Linked DNA regions of Callithrix jacchus: region 1 is linked to region 2. Evidence: chromatin contacts called from public Hi-C data. All regions are on one chromosome and are shown on one strand. Each heading gives the region's core, a stretch centred on a gene start, on an enhancer-like site or on the middle of the called end of the contact. The rest is flanking DNA. Distances are from core to core; before and after follow the strand shown.

Region 1 (3,459 bases), core at 534-3,033, 320 kb after region 2:
CACTCTGTCACCCTGGCTAAAGTGTAGTGGTGCTATCTCAGCTCACCGCAGTCTCCACCTCCCGGGTTCAAGTGATTCTCCTGCCTCAGCCTCCAGAGTAGCTGGGATTATAGGCATCCCCCACCATGCCCAGCTAATTTTTGTATTTTTAGTAGAGACGGGGTTTCACCATGTTGGCAAGGATGGTCTCCATCTCTTGACCTCATGATCTGCCCGCGTCAGCCTCCTAAAGTGCTGGGATTACAGGCGTGAGCCACTGCGCCCAGCCAAGTAATCAGTATTCTGCATGCAATCTTATGTGTGTGTATGTATCCACCAATGATGGGAGAAAAAGAAATGGTACAGAAAGCCTTTGCTCAGAACCCTGTAAATTGACAGAATTCAATGATTTTTCCCCCACTGTTGAGAGCTAGTAGATTCCTGCCTTTTAAAATGGAGTTGTCATTGGCTGGGCATGGTGGCTAACACCTGTAATCTCAGCACTTTGGGAGGCTGAGTGGGGCGGATCACTTGAGGTCAGGAATTCAAACCAGCCTGGGCAACATGGTGAAACCCTGTCTTTACTAAAAATACAAAAAATAGCCAGTCGTGGTGGTGCGTGTCTGTAGTCCCAGCTCTTCAGGAGGCGGAGGCACAAAAATCTCCTGAATCCAGGAGGCAGAGGTTACAGTGAGCCAAGATGGAGCCACCGCACTCTAGCCTGGGTTTCAGAGTGAGACTCCATCTCTAAATAAATAAATAGGAGTTGTCGTTGCTCGTTTTTCCTTTTCTGAATGTTTCCCACACCTGTTTTTAGATGACACTTTACTCCTAAGAGTTGGCTTTTCTACCTTCCATGTTCTTTGTTTTTTACCTGAAATATCTTGAATAAGATACTCAGAGTTAGCATTTCTACCTTTTATAATCTTCAGTTTTTACCTGAAATATGTTGAATATTTTGAAGTCTATATTTTTGTGGTCTTGTTAAAGACAAGCTCTTCCAAAACATTATAAAAAGAAATGCTTAAAATATACCAAGAATATCAGCTTTAAGAGGAAATTGACTTGGGACTCTGAGGTTCCTTTTTCCAAAAAAAGACAGGTGTAGCTCCTGGGCTGCTTAAGTGCTATGGAAGGCAGGCAGGGAAGTGCTGGGTACAGAAGAGTGGGGTCCCTGGTGAGGGCTCCATCCCCAGTCTGTGCCCATGGACCTAGGTGAGGACAGGCATTTCTGTTTTCCCGCCTAAATGTTGCATTTCCCAAGACCACCCTGGCCTGTCACTCCCCCATCCTGGGCCTATAAAATCCCCCGAGACCCTACCAGGCAGGCACACAAGTGACTGGCCGTCGAGAGGAACACATCGGTGGAAGAACGCACAGTGGAGGCCGTTGACAGGAGCACACCGATGGGCATCGGCATGCCTGCGGGCCATCGACCTGTGGAACAACGTGGTTTGGCCGGGGTAGTCAGAGGAGAGCTGGGGCCACTGAGCCGCCTGGCTCCAGGGAAAAACCATCTCCTTCTGGCTCCCCCCATCTACTGAGAGCTACTTCCACTCAATAAAACCTTGCACTCGGCGGCTGAGGCAGGAGCATCGCTCGAACCCGGGAAGCAGCAGTTGCGGTGAGCAGAGATAGCGCCCTTGTTCTCCAGCCAGGTCAACAAGAACGAAATTCCGTCTCAAAGCAAAACAAAACAAAACAAAAACCAAACCAAACCAAAACCCTCGCGGCCATTCTCCAAGCCCACATGTGATTCTTTCAGCACACCAAGGCAAGAATCCTGGGATACAGAAAGCCCTCTGGAAGCCCTCTGTCCTTGTGATAAAGCGGGGCTCTAACTGAGCTAACACAAGCCGCCTGTGGACAGCTAAACTAAAAGAGCGCCCTGAAACAAGCGCCCCCTGGGGCTTCAGGAGCCGTAAACACTCACCCACAGACAATGCTGTGGAGCCGGAGCCCCACAGCCTGCCCGTCTGCTTGCTCCCCCTAGAGGTATGAGTGGCGGAGCACCAATAAGTGAGCCACGCCCCTATCGCACGCCCTGCGAGGGGAATAAGGACTGACAGTGAAGCAATCAGCTGTGTTTTCTTCAGTTTAGTAAATGCGTTTGATTCCACTGTCCAGAGAAACCGAACTACTATGTTATTCCTTCTTCAAAAAATATTTGAGAATGTACTTGGTGCTAGGTATACTAGTCAATAAGGCAAAGTTTCTGTCTTCATGGAATTTGCATTCTATGGTGACTGACTCAACAAAAATAAAAATAGAACATGAAATAATATGTATGTGTTCTGAAGTAAAAAAAAAAGGATAGTGAGAGCAAAGAAAATAGTCAGGGCTATTTTAGATAAACAAGGAGGTTGGGGGAAAACTCTCTGAAAAAGCAGCAGTTGGGAGGAGGTATGCTAGTCAGTAAAATATTGACAAATATTCTGTTCTCCTTCTGGACACTTGGTAGGAAACTCTTCCCCATGTTGTCCTCATAAAGTAAAATGAGGCCATATGACCTGACTTGCTCAATGTCAGTGGAGGTGACCTCGGTCACTTCTGGATAGAAGCCTGAAGAACGAGTGGATGACTTGCTGTGTCTTTTCCTGTCTGGTCTAGTGGCAAACAATGTTTAGCTTTTCTGGGTCCTGAGAGAAGGACAACAAGAAGCAGAGCCTCTAACAACCCTCAAAGGGCATGTGGCGAAAGCAAACAATAACACTATGTTGCTTTAAGTTACTGAAGTTTGGGGGTTGTCATCACAGCGTAACTTAACCCATCCTGACTGAACAAGGGATAGAAATCCTAGATATAAATGTGTTCTGGAAGCTGCAGAGGACAATACAAATAAACTGACCAGTATTCTGGTCAGTTGGTGCAGTGAGGCAGGGCAACCCACTTCGGGAAACACCTCATTACAGCTTAGTACAATAATGGAGCCTCATCATGATGATTCTGCAGGATCACAAAAAGATTAAATTATATTTGGCATACTCTGTTTAAGAAAGAGAATGACTGGGCACAGGGGCTCATGCCTGTAACCCCAGTACTTTGAGACACCTAGGCAGGAGAATTTCTTGAGCCCAAAAGTTCAAGACCGGCCTGGGCAACATAGTGAGACTCCCATCTTTAAAAAAAATTAATTAATTTATTTTTTCACAAGGACTGACAGTGATTAATTTTTTTAAAAAAGGAATGGCATGATACAGTTCCTTAAAAAAATCACAAATGAGCCAAAGCTTTATTGATTTGAAATATTCCTATGGGCTGAATCACCAAAGGCTAATGCATACTGTTAATAAAATTGCATATATTATAATATATTCACTCCTTGTTCTTTTACTATGTGTCACATTTTGTGTCAAGTGGTCAATATACTTTATATTATTTAATTCTCTCTACAATCCTGTGATAAATGCAATGAACGGTTGGAAATCACAGTCACTAAGTGGCAGAGTTAGAATCTGAAATGGTGTCTTTACTACTATT
Region 2 (3,649 bases), core at 1,012-3,511:
CACAAATGTCCAACATTAAAAATCCATATGTATCATATGATAAACACATCTTATATAAGTCATTAAGCAGAATCCAATTTAAGACTGCTATGGCAGATTATTAGTCCTTTTTTAGTTAGTTTTTTTTTTTTTTTGGTAAGCAGAGAAGCACTAAGAAAGATGTGCCAACTTATTAAATCTAGGTGTTCCCCAAGTTCTCACTCAAAATGCTCTCACTTGCAGAGTGATAGCTAGCACTTTAAAATTATATCTCCAAGTCTCCAATCTGCAGATCCAGCAATTACCATGAGCTCCCAAGCCCAAATTCCAATAATCTCTGGATACTGTCAGTAGAATGTTATCTGTCAGGTCTCAATCACATTATATGTATTATTAATAAAAACATACTATCTTTCTACTTTTCCTGATCTTCAAGTAGTAACAAATACTAAAAAATGAAATAAGAAAATCTGTTTAATATAAAAAAGCAAACCATGTTCTAATTGAATCATGCTAACCCTTCTTTCAACCCACACCCCTCTAGTTTTTAAAAGATTTTACTGTAGAAATGTCCAGCATACACAAAAGTAGAGAGGACAATAAGGCCCCATGAACGCAGCTTAAGTAATTATTAAAAATCTGTCAATCTTGTTTCATTGAAACCTACCCACTTTAAAACATTTTAATGGAAATCCCAGATAATCATGTCACTTCATTCATAGATACTTTGAATACATCCATATACACCACTGACAGACAAGAACTTTACATTTTCTTAAAGGAAAAACAACAAACTCCTTCAATAGTTCTTCACATGTACCATTATGCACAATGTATTTCTAGCGTAAGCTGACAAACCCAATCCATTTTCATCTTCTTTATACCTACTTAACATTAATACAAAGCAGTGTATCATGACAGAAATGATAGCCCCAAAGGCTATGAAATAAATTTAGGTTTCACATGTAAAAAATCACAATAGAATCCTAAATTAGGTTTCTTAACAAGTAGCCCATTCTCAATGCAACTGCTCTACCTATGTATTCAAGTTCAATGAGTTCATATATGCACAAGAACGTATAGCACATGAAAATCTCCAGCACACAGAACAGTGCCCGGCATATAGTAGATGCTCAAGAAATGTTTGCTAATTAAAATTAGAGCCTGGAAAATGCCAGTAGTAAAAATTCCCAAAACCGACTTGGAGGGTTGTTTCAGGAACAAAGCAATTATGCTACAACTAATCTGTACTATTTCCCTCAAATAGTTTTAAATGCTGCCACTCAATAGTAGTTTAAGTACAATACCACTAGGTGTCAGACGTGAATCAAAATTTTCTGGCATTATGAACTACTCAGGCAAGACAGACTGTGGATAGGGGTTATTCATTCAACAAATATTTACCAGGCTCTCACAAATGTGCCAGGCGTTGATTATCCTACAATGAACAAAGAATCCTGGTATATGCCTTCTGAAGTATTTGAAGTTCATGTAGCTTTGGGTTTTTTTCCCTAACATGTCACACAGTTCACAAACAATATTATCACATCTAGATTCATAGCCCTATTATTCCTGTTATGCTAGAATTGAATTTGTCTGCAGACTCAGAAAAATGTGTTATGGTACTCTAACCAACTATCTTTCTATCTCACTTTATCACCTCTCAATCCTTTAACCAATTAACCTCACTTGACTTGATCGAGACCTTCCATTCCCTTTGGCCTTCTCCATTCTTGTAAACTATCAGTCTCCCTCCAGAAATTACTTTCATGCTTGCTTCAGCAACACGTGTACTAAAAATGAAACAAAAATTTCTTTTTTTCCTATTAAGATTACCCATGGATCAGTATTTCAACAAAATTCACCAGCACCATCAACTTACTTTCCCCTTAACCTTTCAAAGCATTTGGTTTGCCAATCTCTAACTATGGAGAATTCCAAAATACACCTGCTCTGTTCTTGTTCTTGGCCTGCTACTACAGCTGAATAAAACTGCATAACAACCACTGATTTACAATTTCCAAGTTCAGTTCAGTTCTTGACACTGCTCAGAAGTCTCTTGCTTGCATTTTAATTCCTGCTCCTTCAGGGTTGCTGTTTCAAACTTCTAGTAACCTTCTTTTTTATTTTTTTATTTTTACAAAGACAAGGTCTTGCTATGCTGACCAGGCTGATCCCAAACTGACTTCAAGGGATCCTCCTGCCTCGGCCTCCCACTCAAAGTGCTGGGATAAAAGGCATGAGTCACCACACCCTGCCACAATACCCTCTTTAACTTGCTGTTCCATGCTGATTTCCTCACACTAGTTGGATAACCTTGCCTCCCAGTTCACTCAACTGCTGTATCCTCAACTTTTTTTTCTTTGCCTGTCCTCATTTCCTTTGTCCTATTTCAAGTAGGAATTTAGTCATCAGCCTCCTTCAGGACCTTGCCCCCATAATTATCCCTTCTCACATGTAAAACTTCATGTGGGACAATCTCTATTCTTACCTCCAAATCTCATGGATATACAAAAGATTCCCAAACTTAAAACAACAAAGTTCTCTCCACCCTTCCACATAGCTTCATCTCTATCCCTTGTTTTTCACACTTCTCACAAATGTAGTGTATACTCACCTTCAGTTGCCTCTAATTCAGGGTTTCTTAGAAATTAACAAATATCTCCTGCGGGGCAAAATCACCAACTACCCTACCCTGACCTGGTCACAGTTGGATGCTCTAATGTTTATGTTTTACCCACTCCTACTTGTCTTCCTCCTCCCTTCCGTCCACTGCACTGAAACTGTTCTCAGTAACTTTACCAATCCGCCATTTGTCAGGTCCAGTCCAACTGTACCTCTTTAGTCTAAATCCTCATGAATTCTCTATGACAAAGGACAAGTTTTCCACTCCGTGCCCCACTTAAAATTATCGCCTCCTAATAAGCAAATTACCAACTATTCCTGGTTGTCCTCAGAACTTTCCACTACTTATTCTCAGATTTCCTGATTCTTCTTTCTCTGACCATTTCTTAGAGTCCTATCTTTATTCTACATGTCTTTATGCTCTGTGTATGGTTTCATTTATGCTTAAGACTTAATTATAATGTATAAAATGATGACTGTCAAATCTATTTTCAACCCCTTACCTCTTATTTAAGAACTCCAGACACAAATTTTCAACTAGATAGTAAACTCTCTACAGGCATCAGAAATACAACTTATCCCAAACTAAGCTCGTTTTTCCGGAGGAAGGAGAGATATATTTCACTTGGATGTCCTTCGATACTTCATTTAATGACACCTCCATCTAACCAGTCACTCAAGCCAGTAAAGCTAAGCATAATGCTCCAAAGCCATCTTTAACTGGAGACATACACTCCCATCCTCAAATCCTTCCACCAAATCTGGGCAAATGCAATTTCTAAATACCTCTGAAATCTGTTCTGGAATGCCGTTTCTCCTTCCTCCTGATAAAATGCTATTCATCTGTCAACAACCCAATGGATACCCCACCTGAGATCCCCTTTTCTGGTGGTTAAAACTCTGACTTCAAGAAGTTCCAGCAGGTGTAGTGGCTCACACCTGTAATCCCAGCACTTTGGGAGAGGCTGAGGTGGGTGGATCACTTGTGGTCAGGAGATCAAGACCAGTCTGGCCAACACGGCGAAACTTCATCGCTACTTAAAAA

Evidence for each region. A called contact is a pair of places that touch in the nucleus more often than the background predicts.
Region 1: a Hi-C map of skeletal muscle shows a contact between it and region 2, with 7 times the contacts expected there. The contact joins two enhancer-like sites. A contact is called at or near these places in 2 of 3 Hi-C or Micro-C datasets (both in skeletal muscle).

The regions. Positions count from the first base shown.
Region 1 is chr7:25,361,393-25,364,851 of calJac240_pri, forward strand. All of the region lies in intron 4 of ENKUR (enkurin, TRPC channel interacting protein), which reads right to left. Among named protein-coding and RNA genes, the nearest start is that of ENKUR, 21 kb to the right of the region's middle. Within about 2 kb of position 1,784, at least 4 of the 16 cell types and tissues checked have an H3K27ac peak or open chromatin away from gene starts, as enhancers often do. A contact at or near this core is called in skeletal muscle, where this site is marked.
Region 2 is chr7:25,043,985-25,047,633 of calJac240_pri, forward strand. All of the region lies in intron 3 of ARHGAP21 (Rho GTPase activating protein 21), which reads right to left. Among named protein-coding and RNA genes, the nearest start is that of ARHGAP21, 71 kb to the right of the region's middle. Within about 2 kb of position 2,262, at least 4 of the 16 cell types and tissues checked have an H3K27ac peak or open chromatin away from gene starts, as enhancers often do. A contact at or near this core is called in skeletal muscle, where this site is marked.